2 separate regions of the Mus musculus genome follow, and region 2 is linked to region 1. The links are chromatin contacts, called in public ChIA-PET maps. All regions are on one chromosome and are shown on one strand. Each heading gives the region's core, a stretch centred on a gene start, on an enhancer-like site or on the middle of the called end of the contact. The rest is flanking DNA. Distances are from core to core; before and after follow the strand shown. Region 1 has its middle 13 kb from the start of Gm39773. Region 2 holds the start of Surf6 (surfeit gene 6).

What was found. ChIA-PET counts read pairs in DNA pulled down with a chosen protein or histone mark.
Region 2: an RNA polymerase II ChIA-PET map of memory CD8 T cells shows a contact between it and region 1, with 450 read pairs. The contact joins the promoter of Surf6 here to the enhancer-like site in region 1. A contact is called at or near these places in 2 of 484 Hi-C or Micro-C datasets (both in bone marrow-derived macrophages), 7 of 115 datasets of contacts at active chromatin or transcription factors (the SCID.adh cell line, bone marrow-derived macrophages, effector CD8 T cells and 2 more) and 3 of 9 other capture datasets (adipose tissue, macrophages and pancreatic islet).

Annotation. Positions count from the first base shown.
Region 1 is chr2:26,741,862-26,746,627 of GRCm38.p6, forward strand. No RefSeq gene overlaps it. Among named protein-coding and RNA genes, the nearest start is that of Gm39773, 13 kb to the left of the region's middle. Within about 2 kb of position 2,625, at least 73 of the 459 cell types and tissues checked have an H3K27ac peak or open chromatin away from gene starts, as enhancers often do. A contact at or near this core is called in adipose tissue, bone marrow-derived macrophages, effector CD8 T cells and 2 more, where this site is marked.
Region 2 is chr2:26,900,472-26,905,084 of GRCm38.p6, forward strand. Surf6 (surfeit gene 6) reads right to left here and starts at 2,416. Exons shown (of 5, transcript NM_009298.4): 1 at 2,223-2,416. The coding sequence starts at 2,316.

The DNA of each region.
Region 1 (4,766 bases), core at 1,375-3,874:
CACCTTCTAATAGTGCCACTCCCTGGGCTAAGCATATACAGACCATAACAGTAGGTGCTCAAATGTTTTAAGGTACTTGTACAACTGTAGGTTCACAACAGGCTTTGATGAACACCATGTTCTAACATCAGGTCAGAATGTGTTGAAGAAGCCCAAGTTGTGTCAATGGGAACAGGGTTCCATATGTACTTTCATAAGGTCCTGAGATGGTCAAACGTGCAGAACACTAGAGTTTCTTCGTTGGAGATGAAACCCTGATCCTTGATGGAGCAACTTCACATTTGTGGACACAGATTCATGACTCCTTTATGTGGCTAGAACCTTTTTAGTGTCTGAAATAAAGAGTGAAACACAGATCTTACTTTTTAGGAGCTTGAAAAATCATTGAGTATATATATAGCTAATGGTTATAGGTGAGAAAGGAGAGGAATGAGATAACTGTTGGGCAGCGGGTGTGGGGGAATAAAGGGAGTGGGAGAAAACCTGTGTTCACCAGAGTTCCAGTGCTCTGGGCGGGCAGACGAGGAGGACTGAGGCATGCTCTTCATGCAGCCCCGGATGGGTGTCTGGCTGTGGAAAGCCACAGACCCTAGCTCGAGGGGATAGACAATGGGAAGTCCAGGGTCTCTGGGCCTCACTGAGGCCAGATATAACAGGTTCTTAGTCTGCATCCCAGATGCCGCTGGACACTGCAGAAGAGCTGAGAACAAAGTGGAGGCCCCAGGGGTGGCTCAGTCATCCCCGGGCCAAAGAGAGGAGAAGACAAGGAGAGAGGGGGCACTGGGTGGTTCCCACATGGGCAACAGTCCTTGGTCCTGTCCATTGCTGGAGCACAGGGAAGCCTTACAGCATGAGGTTAGACACAGCTCTTTAGGTGAGAACTTATTCCATCATTCAAGTATGGTGGGCCTTGATGAACAGAGACAGTCTATGATTTTAGAGCTTTATTGTAGAAAGACAGAGAGAAAGAGAGAGGCTGGCCATGGCCACGTGGAGAGAAGGGGGGAAGGGAGTGGGAAAAGGAGAGCTAGAGATGAGAGTAAAAAAGGTGAGAGCTTAAGAGAGAGAGGAGAGGCTAAGCAGCCCCTTTTATTGTGAGCTGGGCTATCTTGTAGTTGCAGGGAAGCTGTGGGGAGGAGCATACCTAGCTATTGTCAGATAACTGAAAGGATGGAGTCTAGCCAGCAGATGCTGGCAAGGATGTGGAAAAAGAGGAACACCCCTCCATTGCTGGTGGGATTGCAAGCTTGTACAACCACTCTGGAAATCAGTCTGGCGGATCCTCAGAAAACTGGACATAGTACTACCGGAAGATCCAGCAATACCTCTCCTCGGCATATACCCAGAAGATGTTCCAACTGGTAATAAGGTCACATGCTCCACTATGTTCATAGCAGCCTTATTTATAATAGCCAGAAGCTGGAAAGAACCCAGATGTCCCCCAACAGAGGAATGGATACAGAAAATGTGGTACATTTACACAATGGAGTACTACTCAGCTATCAAAAACAATGAATTTATGAAATTCTTCGGCAAATGGATGTATCTGGAGGATTTCATCCTGAGTGAGGTAACCCAATCACAAAAGAATACACATGATATGCACTCACTGATAAGTGGATATTAGCCCAAAACCTAGAATACCTAAGATACAATTTTCAAAACACAAGAAAATCAAGAAGGAAGACCAACGTGTGGATACTTCATTCCTCCCTAGAATAGAGAATAAAATATCCATGGAAGAAGCTGCAGAGACAAAATTTGGAGCTAAGACGAAAGGATGGACCATCCAGAGACTACCCCACCTGGGGGTCCATCCCATAATCAGTCACCAAACGCAGACACTATTGCATATGCCAGCAAAATTTTGCTGAAAGGATCCTGATATAGCTGTCTCCTGTGAGGCTATGCCAGTGCTTGACAAATACAGAAGTGGATGCTCACAGACATCTATTGGATGGAACACAGAGCCCCCAATGGAGGAGCTAGAGAAAGTACCCAAGGAGCTGAAGGGGTCTGCAGCCCTATAGGTGGAACAACAATATGAACTAACCAGTACCCCCAGAGCTTGTGTCTCTAGCTGCATATGTACCAGAAGCTGGCCTAGTCAGCCATCATTGGGAAGAGAGGCCCCTTGGTCTTGCAAACTTTACATGCTCCAGTACAGGGGAACACCAGGGCCAAGAAGTGGGAGTGAGTGGGTAGGGGAGCAGGGCAGGAGAAGGGTATAGGGGACTTTTGGGGTAGCATTTGAAATGTAAATGAAGAAAATATCTAATAAAAAATTTTTTTAAAAGGGATGGGGTCTAGCTAGAATGCCAGGAGCTTGGGACTTTGTCTGTGTGGCTGATAGTCACAGAATTATGGAGTTGGGGGCTCTGTGGTGTCAGGCACCTGCCTCTGGGAACATGGCTCACTGTTCTGTCCCTTGTAGAGTTTTCTACTGGGTCTCCAGAGCAAGCCTCGCTCAACCATAACAGGCTGCCTTTCATGGTCCCACATATAACTTAGAATAAGAATGTTCTAAAAGAACAGAGAGAGACAACAGACGTGCTGTGTGAAGCTTTTCAGATGACTGTGGTCTCCAATGTTGCTATGTGGCAATCCTTGTAAGACCACTCAAGAACCACAAGTTCCTGAAACATAACTAGATCTAGACACACCCAAATTACACTACTTCCTTTTCTACACTCAGTGCTTCCTCCTCTGGGAATTTCCACTGGCTCACTGCAGAGCTGTGTAGTCAGGATTCCTCTGTTCATCTTGCTTCTGTCCACAGGGGAAAACCCAAAGCAAAAAATGGGGCAGAAAGGTTTTCAACAAGAAAAAATTCATTGTGCTTGAGTAGAAAGGCAAGCAGGTGATTTTAGAGATCACAAGCTAGTCCACTAAAAGTGGCCATGCTTTCCTCTAATTAAGTAAAGTTGACTCTACCTTTACCCCATGTCAGCCATTACTCTAAATGACCTTTTTGTTTCTCCATGTCTCCAGTCTCTCTCTCTTTTTGTTTTTTGTTTTTTTTTTTTTTTTTTTTTTTTTTTTTTTTTGAGACAGGGTTTCTCTGTATAGACCTGGCTGTCCTGGAACTCACTCTGTAGACCAGGCTGGCCTCGAACTCAGAAATCTGCCTGCCTCTGCCTCCTGAGTGCTGGGATTAAAGGCGTGAGTCACCACCGCCTGGCCTCGACTGTCTCTTTGTGTTACCATTTGCCCTCATGTTCCATCACAAGGATAACAGAGCCATGCTTCAGATCTTGGTCATGATGTCATCTTAGCTGAAGGTGTGTGTAGTTGCTTGTATTATGAATTCTAATCATGTTCCCCCAAAACCCTGCTTGCATGAGAGGGTCTGCAAGTAGCTTCTGGGAACCTGCCCTAGTTGGTTCTGATTGGTAAATAAAGATGGCAGCAAGCAATAGCTGGGGAGGACAGACAGAGGCAGAATTTTAGGTTTTCTGGAGCTTGGGACCAGGAGAAAGAGACGAAGAAGGAGATCCACCATGGACAGAGAGTGTGGAGGAGAGGAGAAATGCCATGCCTGAGAATAATGCAGGGCAGAGAGGTATTAGCCACCATGTGAAGGAGCTTGAAGAGCATGGCACAGAGGGCTGCCCAACTGGGTCTATAACAGCCAAGATAGAACACGAAATTTAGAAGTAGTCACTCGGAATTATTGGCAGGAGGTAGATTCTAGCAGCGTGGAGGCTAGGCAAATGCCCAACTTTTGTGCTGCATTAGACATAATAAAATATAAAGGCTGTGTGTGTGTGTGTGTGTGTGTGTGTGTGTGTATCCTTTATTTGGGAACATAAACCATTAAGTTAGAAAGCTAACCGAAACCAGGATTTATTAATTATGAATACAACAGGTATGATGTGTTTTGGATCAATACTCAACGCAACTCTGTAGCTCTGAGTTTTGTTTCTTCTAGGGTTTTGTTTGTTTGCTTGCTTCCATGACGATCACAATTGTTAAGTTTAACTCCTGGAAAAACCTTAAGACAGACAGAGCAGACTCCTCAGTACCTGGAGTTCTGCAGTCTATTTGCTTGGATATTGAGATAAGAAAGACACTGCATGTCTAGGTATGAGTGTCCTTTCAAGGATGTGTCCCCAATCAAAATACCCAGGACACTTGGAAAACTGTCCTTTTATTCCTAGAATCCTTCCCATGCCATAGTTCCTATGTGTCCTCCTCGCCCACTGAACACATCCACAAGAGATGCTTAGTAAGCTGCGTAGTCAAGGCAACATATTGTTCTTGAGGACCATGCTTGCCCAGCAGTGTCTTCCCGGTACCTGTGGGAAGGAAGGCCCATGATTGGTATCTGTTTCCTATGAACCACACTCTGATTGCTATTCTCATGGTAGAAGAAACAGATTTCACCTCTGTTTCTCTTCCTGTCACAAATCCCCCCTCAGAAGGGCAAATCCTAAGCCAACTATACATTAATGCATAGTAATACCTTTCCTGGAGTAGTGTGCTCCATGTATATCACAGCTTTGAGACACGCCCTTCAAGATGCTCTCGTCCTGGATACACACTTCCCACTTGACCACACTCCTGCTAGGACCCTCTATCTACTCCAAACCCAAGTAAAGTATTATTCAGCCATTCTGGATTCGGTGTATTCTCATGAATTCTCCTGTAAGCTCCCAGAAGCTCTATGACAAGTTTGAGGACCTATGGGACCCAGCATATGTCAAACCCCAAAGATCACATCATTCTACAGTCCTGTAGGGTATACGATATGCTACAAGTTCATT
Region 2 (4,613 bases), core at 1,166-3,665, 160 kb after region 1:
AGTCTGGTCTACAAAATGAGTTCCAGGACAGCTAGGGCTACACAGAGAAACCATGGAAAGACAAGACAGAGGGAGGAAGGGGAAAGGGAGAAAGGGGGAAAAAGAAAGAAAGGAAGGAAGCAAGTATACCAGCCTTCACCTTGGAGGCGCGCTCCTTAAACTCAGGAACCAAACACCAAGGCTTAGAAGTCCCTGAAACTGACCAGATTCACTAGATCCCCTCTTCCCCAAGCATAGATAAGAAGGCAGAGCATCACTTAATCAAACAGAAGTACATGAAATAAATACTCTCCAACTTTTGAGCTGCCTGCAAGTTGTGCAGTGCACTTCAGGTTTCCAGCTTTTGTGATCCATCACCCATGCTGGGGTAGACTTTGGTGGTAAAGCTGTGTTTGAATCATTTCCACTCCTGTGAGTCACCCCATAAGGCTCAATTCATTTGCCTCTCTGGACTTCAGCAGTATTCTGCCTTTGGTTCTGCCAGAGATTTCCTGGAAAGAAGCTGTCTGCAGACTGACTCCTCCATGTGACTAATAGATAATAAACGTTTTGGAATATACTCACTTAGCAGGCCAACCTAAAAATTAAGAATGCTATCAGCACCAGGCACACCTTTAATCCCAGCACTCCACTTCAGAGGCAGATGCAGACTAATCTCTGTAAATTCAAGGCCAGCCTGGTCTACAGGGTCCAGGACATTACAAGCTACACAGAGAAGCCCTGTTTGGGGGACGGGAGGAACTGCCATCAGCATCTAGTCCTAAAGAAAGCTGTCATTTTGCTATATGACCTGGTATACACTCTAATGTATTTTAAACCTGCTTTGACTTTCTTCGTTCTGTCAAACTTCAAGAAACTACTTCAAGGAATATTTTCCCTTGGAAAATGGGACTTGGGGAAACCTAAACCCATGTTTACAGGCCACCATCATTCTAAATGGGCTCCAGACCAAATGCTTCATTGTGCTCACGTGCAGCATGTGTGTCCTGGCTGAGCAGGTACTCATGTGTCTTCCTACATGATACCACACAACAGCTCTCACACACATTAGGCAAGTACTCCAACACTAAATCATACTTCCAAACCTCCTTTTTCTTTTGGTAAATTTATTACATTTTAATCATGTGCACCATAAATGAGGGTGGCTGATGGGAACAATCTGGTCCTCTCCTAAGAGCTGTAGATACACAGAACTATTGCACCCTCTCTCCAGCTCCGTTTGTTTGTTTGTTTTTAACACATGATCTTAAGCCAGGCGGTGGTGGCACACCTGGGAGGCAGAAACAGGTGAATCTGAATTCAAGGCCAGCCTGGTCTACAGAGCAAGTTCCAGGATAGCCAAGGCTACACTGAGAAACCCTGTCTCCAAACAAGCAAACAAATAAAAGGGGTCTCAGTATGCAGTCCTGGCCATCTGGAATTCACAGTAATCTTTCTTGCTTGTTTGCCAAGTGCTGGTGTTAAAAGGCTTGCAGACCACCTCCCACCTGTGCCTCCCAGACTCGTTTACTTTTATGAGTGCTGTTTGTAAGTATGTCTGTGCATCAAGACCATCCCTGGTGCCACTGAGAGCCAGAAGAGTGTTAATGAGTCCCTAGAACTGGAATTAGGGGCTGGTGTCAGCTGCCATGTAGCTGCTGGGAACCAAATCTGGGTCCTATGCAAAAGTAGCAAGTGCTCTTAACCACTGAGCCATATCTCCACCCGCTCCTTTTACTTTCGGAGAGTTTCCTGAAGTTGCTCATGCAGAGGTGATCACATCCTGTAGTCCTGACAGGCAGGCGGGTCTTGACCTCGAGGTCTTTCTCCTCAGCCTCCCTACCAACCAGGCCCAGACGCAATTAACATTTTATGATTTAAGACTTGCTTCCACTTCCAAAGATAAGGAAATGTTAGCGCTTTAAACTAAACAGCCAAGAATGGAGTGTGCGTTCTTTCAACACAAGAAACACATTCACAGACAAGGGCTGAAAAACACACACGCCAGTAAGAAAACTCTTCACACTTGTAGTAGCAAGCCCGATTTTCTTTCCGTTCGAGTCTGGTAATTTCCTAACTGCCTCCCACTCCTTCAGGGCCCAGAGCTCAAGCTTTTGCTGTCCCCGCGAGTACCCACCCGCTCGAACTCATATCCCTTGCGGGGGGTCCGGCCCCGACCTAGGACAGCGGGCTCCTTACTGACGGCGTCTGCTCCCAAAAGCTGCTCGAGCCGGATGCCTTACCCCATGTGCTCCTCTGTCGTTCAGGGCCAGGCTGCGCGCAGATCTTCTTGGCCAAGTCCTGAAGATAGGTATCCTTGGCCAGGAGAGAAGCCATGCTGCCAACCAAGGCTGGGACCAGAATAGGAAGCTCCCGCGGTGGAGCCCCGCCGGAAGCTCCGTACACGCAGGTACCACCAGTAGAGCGGCGTGACCCCGCCGGAAGTATCTTATGCGCAGACGCAGCCTGGAGCACCGGAAGCCACCCCCAAGGATTAGCCGTAATCTAAACTCCAGGTTAGCAAACCAGCCAGCCAGCCCCGGAAGCCACAGTGTAAATCCGCTAGCAGCTGCTTTCCTCTCGGAGCTCAATTAGCCATGCCTGACGGGCCGGCTACTCCTCAATCTGGAGGCGTTTCTCTGAAAATGGAGCCTGTAACCTGAGAGGGCTGGGCTCCCACCGAGCTTGAAGCCCTCAGGGCCGGGCAGACCTGGGCTACTATAGCTCTTTCCCTACTGCTGGACTGAAGGTCAGAACCCCGCCTGCAGGGGATGCCCAGCATCCTATTGCCACTCCCGCCACACAGAGCAAAACGCAATCAGGTATAAAAAGACGTGGGCCACAACTAGAGACCTGAGTATGGCGTGGATCTTAGATTACATGCGGTAGCAATGAATCTCAATGGTGATGAGCCCTTAGGAATAAGAAACTACTTGCAGATGGCGTTAAAGCTACTTATGAGGAAATGAAGGGAAAGGCAAGCCCAAAGAAGAGCCTGCCCGGTAGTTTTTTGGGTGTGACCCAGCAACTCAGAAGTTCATGAAAAAAGGTGACACACAACTTACATCACTTGTGACTCTGAATTTCTAGAACACTAAATCCCCAAGCAGTATCTCCAGGGAGCTCTGGCCCTGGCCACGCAAGCAGAGGAAAGACAATGGTGCCCTTTAAAGGAGAAGTTTCGCTTTTAAATGTGAACGACAGAATTGACTAAACAATAAAACACTGTCTTTCACTAGGTGGCTAAGCTTTCTCCAGGGCACTTACAAGCTCTTCCAACAGTTAACACTGCTTTGGCATCACTGCTGGAAAACTCCCTCACTGGGGCAGTGACTTGCCCCTAGCTACACATTCCAGTGCTATGTTCTTTTTGGCTATTGTAGGTGCTGGGTCACCTGGTGACCAGCCTATGTTCCTTATAGACCCAGGACTACAACCATGGATGAGGCATGCTGATGGTAGTCAGGAGTGACAGGCTGAATGCACATACCTGCCCGAGAACCATGGTTTCTGTATGTCAGCCGTGAGCCTGGTACTGAGGGGCAATGGGGTCTGAGCTCCCGGTTTCTAAGATCTTCGCTTCTGAGCAAGACACCTCAGCCTTTCCAAGCCCAAGGCCAGTCCTTCTAAGATGCAGGCATGATAGCTCTAAGTAGGATGGCAAAAATAGGTGGCATCAAAGGTACAGGTGCTGCAGTCATATAGCTTGCAGTACTAGCGGATTCTTCATCCATTTATTTTATGTCACGGATTTACTAGATGCCAGGAACCCAAAGCTATATAAGGAGGGGCCGTCCCACTGTTCCCTCCATGGGTGTCAGGCCTCTTGGTGTTACTGTGCTCCTCACATGCGCTGCTTTGTGATGGACAACTCCTGGGAGAGGTTACCCAGCCACTCTAAGGACTTGGAGCTGTTGGAATCCCTCGGCGTCTTTTGGTGTCTCTATTGCCAACACTGTCTTTGCATCTCTGAGTCTCTCACGCATGTGTGCAGGTGTGAATGGTGTGTATATGTATGCCTGTATGTGGTGGACATGTGTGATGAAGTGCCAGCCTAGGCCTCACTCTCCCATCTCCCCCTTACTCCCTCTTCCCATCAATGTAGTATTCCCTGCCCTGAGCACAGTGGCTTAGGTGACTCGGCCACACTGTGGGTTTGGTTGGCCAGGTTTCAGGTCACAGTTTTCTTGGCTGTGGGATGATGCTAGTGTCTACTTGAAGATCCTCCAGCCACATGAGAGATGTGAAGGGGTGGTGGCTCAGTGGCTGCTTCCCCACCTCTAAGGGCTCTTCTTCCACCCCAGAGGCATGGTAGGGAAACTGGAAGCCCCCATCTGGACTCTTTATTTCCATTATAACAGTGTTCAGCCCTGATTTTGACACCTGTTACTACAGAGACATCTTTGGGCCTGCACCTGTCCCACAGCCCATACTACCTGTGATCAGGGGTTGTTTACCACCCCAGCCCCATCTCAGGGCAGCCCCGAACTGGAGTCCAAGTGGCTAAATTGAGCCCCTGAAGGAGAAGTGACCAGAGCAGAGGACACTACTAGACTTAGAACTTCTGTGCTAGCTACCTGGGGTTCTCTGGGCTGAGCGGGCCAGGGCCCCCAGTCTTACCTGGTACCTGTTTA